Linked DNA regions of Mus musculus: all the other regions are linked to region 1. A link is a contact called in public HiChIP or PLAC-seq data. All regions are on one chromosome and are shown on one strand. The core of a region is the stretch at or near the end of the contact, and the rest is flanking DNA. Distances in the headings are between cores, read along the strand shown. Region 1 overlaps Zmynd8 (zinc finger, MYND-type containing 8). Region 2 overlaps Ncoa3 (nuclear receptor coactivator 3). Region 3 has its middle 13 kb from the start of Platr29.

What was found. HiChIP or PLAC-seq counts read pairs in DNA pulled down with a chosen protein or histone mark.
Region 2: an H3K27ac HiChIP or PLAC-seq map of embryonic stem cells shows a contact between it and region 1, with 4 times the contacts expected there. The contact joins two enhancer-like sites. A contact is called at or near these places in 4 of 39 promoter capture datasets (the 3T3-L1 cell line, the C10 cell line, hippocampal neurons and 1 more), 1 of 15 datasets of contacts at CTCF or cohesin (embryonic stem cells), 7 of 484 Hi-C or Micro-C datasets (beige adipocytes, embryonic stem cells, nephron progenitors and 2 more), 21 of 115 datasets of contacts at active chromatin or transcription factors (astrocytes, bone marrow-derived macrophages, craniofacial prominence and 14 more) and 2 of 9 other capture datasets (adipose tissue and liver).
Region 3: an H3K27ac HiChIP or PLAC-seq map of embryonic stem cells shows a contact between it and region 1, with 12 read pairs. The contact joins two enhancer-like sites. A contact is called at or near these places in 2 of 15 datasets of contacts at CTCF or cohesin (CD8 T cells and the NIH/3T3 cell line) and 9 of 115 datasets of contacts at active chromatin or transcription factors (the HPC-7 cell line, effector CD8 T cells, embryonic stem cells and 3 more).

Annotation. Positions count from the first base shown.
Region 1 is chr2:165,790,517-165,793,407 of GRCm38.p6, reverse strand. Zmynd8 (zinc finger, MYND-type containing 8) reads left to right here. Exons shown (of 23, transcript NM_001363020.1): 20 at 441-604; 21 at 1,437-1,503. Among named protein-coding and RNA genes, the nearest start is that of Gm29993, 60 kb to the right of the region's middle. Within about 2 kb of position 1,502, at least 87 of the 459 cell types and tissues checked have an H3K27ac peak or open chromatin away from gene starts, as enhancers often do. A contact at or near this core is called in the HPC-7 cell line and embryonic stem cells, where this site is marked.
Region 2 is chr2:166,008,330-166,011,220 of GRCm38.p6, reverse strand. All of the region lies in intron 1 of Ncoa3 (nuclear receptor coactivator 3), which reads right to left. Among named protein-coding and RNA genes, the nearest start is that of Ncoa3, 17 kb to the right of the region's middle. Within about 2 kb of position 1,515, at least 67 of the 459 cell types and tissues checked have an H3K27ac peak or open chromatin away from gene starts, as enhancers often do. A contact at or near this core is called in embryonic stem cells, where this site is marked.
Region 3 is chr2:165,967,680-165,970,570 of GRCm38.p6, reverse strand. No RefSeq gene overlaps it. Among named protein-coding and RNA genes, the nearest start is that of Platr29, 13 kb to the left of the region's middle. Within about 2 kb of position 1,485, at least 167 of the 459 cell types and tissues checked have an H3K27ac peak or open chromatin away from gene starts, as enhancers often do. A contact at or near this core is called in the HPC-7 cell line and embryonic stem cells, where this site is marked.

The DNA.
Region 1 (2,891 bases), core at 253-2,752:
GACGTCTCTGTCTCTAACTCTTCTTCACCCAGAAGCTCTGTGCCCCTCTCAAAGGATGCTAGTCTCTCACTCTGCCTCAGCTGGGCTGAGGTGGATCTAGGCCTAGTGGAGGAGGTTGCAGGCTTCCTTGAACGGTGGTCACATCCTGGCTCCCCACAAGTTTCCTTTGATTGGAGAACATGTTCTCAGCAAAATGATGTAAAAATTGAATTGCTAAGTATGAAAAGGTCTATTTGCAAATAAAGTTTGGAGCTCTGGGTTTCAGAGTCGAAGGCCCATGCGAGATCTCTAAGTGGGTTTGGGAGAGATGGAGCCTGGCGAGGTTGAATTGGGACTGAGCTGTGGGGGCCTCGAGGGGTAGCCATTTGAAAGCTGGGCTCCTGGATGTTCACACACGGCTTGAAGCATCTCATGACTTTCTCGTTCTCTTTGGTCCCCAGCGACTGCCCCTCAGCAGGAAGCAGATGCCGAGGCAAGCACAGAAACAGGAAATAAGTCATCGCAGGGCAACTCCTCCAACACACAGTCAGCACCTTCAGAACCGGCCAGCGCCCCCAAAGAGAAAGAGGCGCCAGCGGAGAAGAGCAAGGACAGTAGTAACTCGGTGAGAATCCCCAAGCTGACAGTCGCCTTGTACCAAGGACCCTTTCCTGTATCTGCCACCACTGGATGCCCTTCACTGTTCCGGTTTATCTGGGTGGGGAATGGTTCTTTATGGCCAGTGTGCCCCCCATGCGAGAACACGGAGAGCCGGGCTGGTGTGTATGTGGGACCTTCAGTTGTTCTGTGGGGTTCCTCAAAGTTCAGAAGGGCGCCCCCCTGCGGAGGTAAAACAATGTCTCTTCTGGGGCCCTGGAAGCCACCAGCCACACGTCACTGACTAGAAGTGTGGCTGATGTGACCAAGGACCTGCTTATTTTAAAGTAACTTGGGATTGAAGTGGCCACGTGTGGCCAGTGCTGTTTCGATGGACCATAGGGCTCGAGCAGCTGCTTGCTTCCTGTGGGGTATGTGATAACAGTTGAATGCCTGGGCCATTTTAAGGGTCATGGTTACTGCTCTTTGCCTGCACTTGTAGCTGTGTATCTCAAGAGCCCAAATCATTAGATGGTCGGTAAAATACTATTGCCTCGGAAGAGACTTAACATGAAGTAAAAAGAGATTTTTGAGCAGTATATACCTTCTTTGCAAAGCAGGGTACTGGGTAGGTCTGGGGATGTAGTGGATGTAGGGGAAGCCAAGGCGACAGGGATGAGTGGGGGACCATTCCAATGCTTTGTTCTGGCCTTTCGGATCTGGTATACAGTGTGTGGCCGTCCACCTGCCCTGGCTCTGGTCTGATCACCAGGTAGAGACCTCTAAGGGTGGGAGGAGTGGTGAGCCATCCTGTGATTCCCTGGGGTTCTATGGTTTCATCTTTTTGTTTATATTTCTAGACCCTGGATCTTTCCGGCTCCAGAGAGACGCCCTCCTCTATGCTCTTAGGCTCCAATCAAAGCTCTGGTATGTCGCCCCCTGGTGGCCACATGGGGTTTTGTATTTCACTTGGTCATGTTGGGGGAAGTCAAAGGTTTGGGATTTTTTGGCGTACCTTGGATGGATTTGGGTGGAGGTGTGGCTAGGCGAGGTGTTACACAGGTGCCTCCTTGTATTGGTCACCCACGTGTGTCATGTTTAATGAGTGCACCCTTCACGGGGACACAGGGTGATCCGCTCAGGTCTCCGAGGTCCTCAGGGCATATTTGATTGATGAAGACCCTCAAAGCCTTTAGTGATGAATAGAACTTCTATGTTGAGCCTTCTCTGGGGTCCAGTACTAGGTGCTGTGGAATTTGAGCCTCCCTCTCCCGTCCTGGGAGCCTTGGGTGTCTTTTCCTACATTCTTCTGAACTTTTTCCCAGAATTCAGAGCCATGGCTTCCTTGGCCAATTTGACGTTCTCTCTTAGCTCCAGGATCTTTTTTGCTCCTTGATTTACTGTGGCTGAAAACTGAAAGCTACGGCTTTTCTTGTGTACAGTGGGTGCACAGAGGACTGCCACTGTCTGAAGGAAGACAGGAATGGTCCGCAGGAGTGGAGGGGGCTAGTGGTAGGGAGGAGATAACCTCACAGACTCAGATTGTAATGATTGGAGACTGCAGGTGAAGAGAGCAGCCCCTCCCCCTCTGTGCTCAGCCGTTCAGCCCCTCCCCCACGTCCTTGGCAGTTCCAGTGTGTTGCTAGGCTCCGGGTGCTCTGTCTTTCCATGACATTGTTAGCATCTTGGCTTTTCTTGATTGAATTGTGGTCTTTGATCTCCTCCTCCTCCTTCCTCTGACTCCTGAGTACTGGAGTAACGGGCCTGTGCCACCTCTCCTGGCTTGAATTCTGCTCTTCGCAAAGACAGAGTGGACTGGATTCTACCAGTTTCATACACTTAGCATGGAACAATACTTTTTTTTTTTTGAAATCATGTTTGTAGAGATGCCTTAATGGATTTCCCAGTTTTTAGTGATGATGATGATAAAAATAAGTTTAAAATACAAACAGGCATGGTGGTGCATGCTTTTAACCCCAGCACTCAGGAGTCAGAGGCTGGCAAGTTCTAGGGCAGCCTAGTCTACAGAGTGAAACTCAGTCTCAAAAAGCAAAGAAGCCCCCGAACTGAGTTAGGAGAAGAGCTCTGACCTTAGGGATGTCTTAATTCAGAGAGTGGAGCTGGCAGTATCCAACTTAGGAAATACCGTTTGGGACTCTGGGGAGCTGCAGAGAAGGTGAAGCTGAGGAGTGATATTGAGGAATGACCTTGAGGTGTCCCCTAGCAGGTCCAGGTTGACCTGGTGGCCATTTCGGGTCACAGAGCAAACCGCCAGACGCATAGCTGGCCATGTCCCAGCAAACCCTGGCCTGCAG
Region 2 (2,891 bases), core at 266-2,765, 220 kb before region 1:
GGAGAAGAAGGGGAGAAAGAAAGAAAAGAGTTGTCTAGTTAAAATCAGCAAGGTGGGGTAGCTGAACCCCCCAAGCTTCAGGCCAACCTGAGCAGTAGAGTGACACCATCTCTCAAAAGTAAATAATTAAGTTTAATTCATAAAGGGTGGCTGGCCATTCCTCAATGGCACTCTGCCTTGTAAGAGATGAAGCAGGACAGGCTTAGGTTACAGTGTATCTTGTGATCTGCTCTTCCATACTTATCTTGGTCAACTTACAGAACCTGGGCAAATGGGGTGACCTGCTCACTTGAGTCTAAAGAATGGCTAACTTCAGGAGGAAGCCTGCTGATCTTCTACTGCACTAACAGGGACCTGCATAAGCTAATACATTGAATAGTTTCTAAATTGTAGCAAATGAAACCTGGATCTATCCGAACCTTTATGTTTTACTTCTCTGAGCATTTTACACAAAATAAAATTCTATAAATTTATATAAATAAAACTATTAAAAAAAACTGTTGCAGCAGATGTATTATTGTAAGTCCACTATAATCAAAATCGTTTGGAATCGTGAAACGTATAAATAATTTCCAAGATCAGCCTTTCCAACAGTGTCTCCCCAGGCAACCCTAGAGCAAGCCCAGCCCCTAGGACGGGCAGCTCCGCGCTGCTCGCAGGAGTGGCAGATGCCATTTCTCGCTGACAGGAGCTTCAAATTCCAGTCAGGCAACTGCAGTCACAGTCCCACTGAATCAGGAATATAAGCGTGCCTGCATGTTATTATGGGAAATAGTGGAAAATTTCACAGGCTGACATCCAGAACGTCTGCGGCTCCTTTTCATATTTCTTCCTGCGAAGCAGTTATTAGACCAGTCAAATTTTTTTAAAGCTGGAAATTTCCACTGTTCTTTTTTAAGTATCCTTTTTAGATGTAAACTAAAAACTGTTCCAAAATTCAAGTATGTCAAAAATAATTCAGATAAAATAACTACTTAAGTGAAGGGAACAGTAAAAAACCTGGGGTCTCCATCACCTTTGGGAGAGAGACACATCCATTGAGACCCGCAGAAGCTTAAAGGTACAGTAACTTAATATGAAGGCTACAATGCTACAAACACTCTGAGATGCTGATTTTCTCATTTGCATATGCCTCAAGCATTCAAAAGCTAACATAAGTCAGTAGACAGTGAAGTAGAACCCATGAGACAAGACCAGCATTGTGGCAGGAGCCCTTAGTCAGAGCTGCTCCGGAGGCCCAAGCAGGCAACAACATCAAGACCAGCATGGACAGCAAGATCTCATCACAAAAGGGGGTAGTAAGATGCACATCTCTTTATAGAAATACATTCTTCACATCCATATAGCCCATATTTTTAGGGCTAGCATGTACCTACTCTGTGCCAAGGGTCTGATTCCTAGAGCTGAGTGTTTCCAGCATGGAGAGGAAAGCACAGCAGCTGGGAAACACAGCTCACTTGGCAGAGTGTGGGGCAAGCATGACGCCTTGGGTTTGGTCCCTAGCATCACATCGAAAAGCCAGGCATGGTGATTATGCCAGAACTCAGGAGGAGGAAGAAGTCTCCAGATTTAAGGCCAGCCCACAGGACATGTGACATCTCTCAAAAAAAAAAAAAAAAAAAAAGGTGGGGATTCTGTTTTATTTGTTTTCTTGATTTTAAGGGAATATAAAAAATCATAGGCAAGACACTCTTTGCAGTGGCAGAGGCAGGCCCTGAGTTTCGCTCCTGGAACATACACTGAGAGCCAGTGTTTTAGACAGGTTTTCAGCACCTTTTCATGAGATCACACTAGAACATATGTAATACTATACATTTTAACTTATATTGGGGAGGAAATAGACAAAGATTATTTTTCCCCCTTTCAAACAATGGCTCATGCAGTCCAGGCTGGTCTCAAATTCTCTCACTAGGTGCAGAGGATGACCTTGAACCTCTGACCCTCCTGACTCCTCCCTCTCAGAAAGCTGGAATTAAAGCCTGTACCTCCCAAACCCAGTTCCTGCAGTGCTGAGCATCCATCCCCGGGCTTCCCGCTAGGCAGGCACTCTAACTGGGCTACATCCTGAGCCAGACAAAGACTTGACTCATTTTATTAAAGGGATAAAAAGACTACATTCCAAACCATTCAAAAATCAAAGCTGACTTTTAACAGTCAAATGCACTAACTAATAAGGTCTGCTTAAGATGGGCTGGGAGATGGCTACATAGGACAACGCATCTGTGACGAGCTATGAGAACAGAGCTTAAATCCCCAGCAGCTACTCAGAAGCCAAGTGTGCAGCTGAGTGTGTGTAACCCTGCACGCCTAGGGGAAGATGGGAGACAAGACAGGACAATCCCTGGAAGCTACAAACAACTAGTCAGGCCTGTACAGTGGGAAAGAACAAAGGACCTCGCTTGAAGCAAGGTGGCCTTTGACCTCCACATACATGCATATATGCACACACAGGCACACAGATAAACCTTTAACCTTTACCCAAGACAGGGGACGATGGTGCACACCTTTAGCAGGAGGCAGAGGTAAGTGGATCTCTTGAGTGTGAGGCCAGCTTAGGCTATATAGACTATATAGCATGTTCTGGGCCAAACACAGCTGCAAAATGAGACCGTTTCAAAAAACAAACAAACAAATAAACAAAAAACTGTGGACATGTGGTATGCTTGTAATTAGAGCACTCAGGATGCCAAGGCAGATGGACATGGCAAGTTCAAGGCTAGCCTATACTACATACTAAGATCTACACTCCCTCCCCCAAAACTAGCAATATATTATGCTTGTATAACTTTTTAGCTTAAAATTTTAATGACTTATTTTTATTTCATGTATTTTGCTTGCATGTGTGTCTGAGTGAGGGTGTCAGATCCCCTAGAATTGGAGTTAGAGACAGC
Region 3 (2,891 bases), core at 236-2,735, 180 kb before region 1:
TTCACCATGTAAACCAGTCTAGCCTTGATCTCACAGAGATCCAGCAGCCTCTGCGTCTGCCTCCCGATCACCACTACCCTCAGCTCCTTCATCTACATTCTTATCTGTTTGGATCAGAAAAAAGACCCCACTTTTGGGTTCAAAGGGACAAGATAAGCTTTGGCTAGTCAGAGTCTTATACTCCTCTTTGGTGTACTGATCGTTCCAGAGAAGTGCTTGTGTTTTTGCTTTGTTGATTGGGTTTTGTTTGAGATGAGGTTTCGTGTATGTCAGGCGGCCCTCAAACTGCAGATACATCTGAGGGTGAGTTTGAACTTCTGATTCTCCTGCATGCCAGTAATGAGCCGAGCCACACCCGATTTCCCTGGGGCTGGGGCTTGAGCCCAGGGCTTCAAGCTTGCTAGGCAAGCTCTCTACAGACTCAAGTGAGGATCTGAGGCTCCGCTCTGTTTGTGTTGTTTAGCCTGAGATGAAGTCTCAGCCTGGAGTTACTCTGAACTCGATATCCCCGAGATTACGGATCAGCCGCCCACCGGAATTTCTGAGCTAAGCATGCGGGTACATTTCTCCTTAACGATGTTTCTGCTTCCTTGTGTTCTGTTATTCACGAGTGAACGGCGTGACATTTATACGATAGATATAAGTTGAGGGATATAAAGCTAGTTGCGTTCTAGGCCATCAAGATGGCACAGAGGGTGGACCTGTTTGCCAAGCAGCCTGACCACCTGAGTTTGATCTGAGAAGTCCCACAGTACAAAGAGGGGTCCGCATACCATGGCAGGAGCTTGCCTGCCCTGTCACCCATAGTAATAACAAATACAATTCAATTTTAAAGTTTCAAGAGTCATCGTTTCAGCACTCGGAAAGCTGAGGCAGGAGGCTTACTTGAAGGTCAGGAAAAGAAAAGGGAAAGTAGGCCTGGGGAAGTAGCTAGGTTAGGAGCCTATCAGCAACCACACCCTAGGACCGGGTGTGACCGAGAAAGCCAGCGTTCCTCGCTCCAGGGAGGCACGGGCGAGGTCAGGAATTCAGGGTATTCCTTAGTTACACAGCTAGTTTAAGGCCAGCCTTGTGACCCTAGCCCAAGGAAACAAAAAGAAGAAAGAAAGAAAGAAAGAAAGGAAGGAAGGAAGGAAGGAAGGAAGGAAGGAGAAAAGGAGATGGAGGAAAGGAGGGAGAGGGAAAAGGGAAAGAGAAAGTTAAAACCAGAGACCAGAGCTGGTGAGAAGCCCCAGAGATAAATAGAGATGCTCACTCACTCTCAATCTGAGATCCCTCCCTTGGACCTATAAAGTGTTGGGAAGACCTAATTCATGAATGTTAGTCCTTTGCCAGTTCCACTTACACACACACACACACACACACACACACACACACACAGGCAAATAGCTAATTGACTAAATAAATAGAAGCAACTGCCAGAGAGATAGAGAGATCCTGGGCGGGGAGGAAGCCAGGGAGAGAGTGCTTCCCTCCTGGAGTTCTAGCTAATAGCTGACATTCATTGCCTGCAGGCAGGTCACATGCTGCCCGTGACTAACCCTGGGGCTAAGGAAATGCTGTCCACTGATGACTCAACTAACCGGAAGCCAAGTTTGGGAGTGTTTGGTCAGTTTAGCTGTCCTCAAAGAACCATGGGTTGTGAGGCCCTATCCCCAGCATCACATACACACACTAGACACACACCAGACACACACTCACAAGCAACCCCCACAAAGACACCTCCACATACCCCCACACCCATACACACACCTCACATACCCCACAGATAGGAAACACACACACACACACAAACTACATACCCCATAGACATACAACACATACGCACCGGACACACAAACTCACACACATACAGCCCTCTCACACAAACCACACAGGCACCCGTATACTCCATACACACCCCCCACATTCATACAAACACACGAGACACACACCTCACATATCCCAGATAGCTCACACACAAGTTCACACACAAGCCAGATACACCACACATACAAACACACAATTACATACAAACCACACACCCCAAACACGCCACACACACACAATAATTTAGGAGTCGGAGTTTTGTTCTGTTCCATAAGTGGTGCTTGGACTGAGTACAGATAACATGAGCTTTGTCCTGGACGAGGAAACCATGTGACTTTTGGTGACTACAAGAAAAGGCATACGGTTGGTGGGCTTCCTGGTACAGCTTTCTTTAGCGCAGGGAAAGCCTGGCTTTCATTTCAACACTGTAAAAAAAGATACAGGAGCTGGGTGTGGTATTGCCTCCTTTAATCTCAGCACTAGGGAGGCAGAGGCAAGGGGATCTCTGGGACTTTAAGGCCAGCCTGATCTACATAAATTCTGGGAATACCTAGAGAGACTCTGTCTCAAAAAAAAAAAAAAAAAGTGGCTCTCAGCTGCTTGACCAATGAGACTCCAGGTGCTTGATAGGTCATCTTGGGAGAACTGGAGTGTCCCCCTCCTCCTCCCCCTCCCCCCTAGAGCCTTCTATCAGAGCCTTGCAGCAAGTAAAGCCCTCACTTCAGCCTTTACATAATAGGCATTTATCTCTTCCTCAAGTTGCCAGCCAGCCAGCAGCCAGTTGATTGACAGCCCTCCTCTGTCCCTGGGGGCCTCTTCGTTGTTGTTTGCTTTGAGTGGTGGCAGGGGAGGAGAGAGGAGGAGGCAGTAGGCCCCAGATTTCTGGCACACACACCAAAGGAGCTTTTGTTTAGCAGGGCAAGACACTGGGCAGTGTCTCCTTCCAGGATGCCACAGGCCTCCAAAGTCTCCAAACTCCCCGATACAAAAGGGCTTCTTTTGTTTTTTAATTAGCTAGTAACGGGGTCTCATGGTGCAGTACAGGCTGGCCTCCCAAATGCCCAAATGCTTTGAGTTCAGTT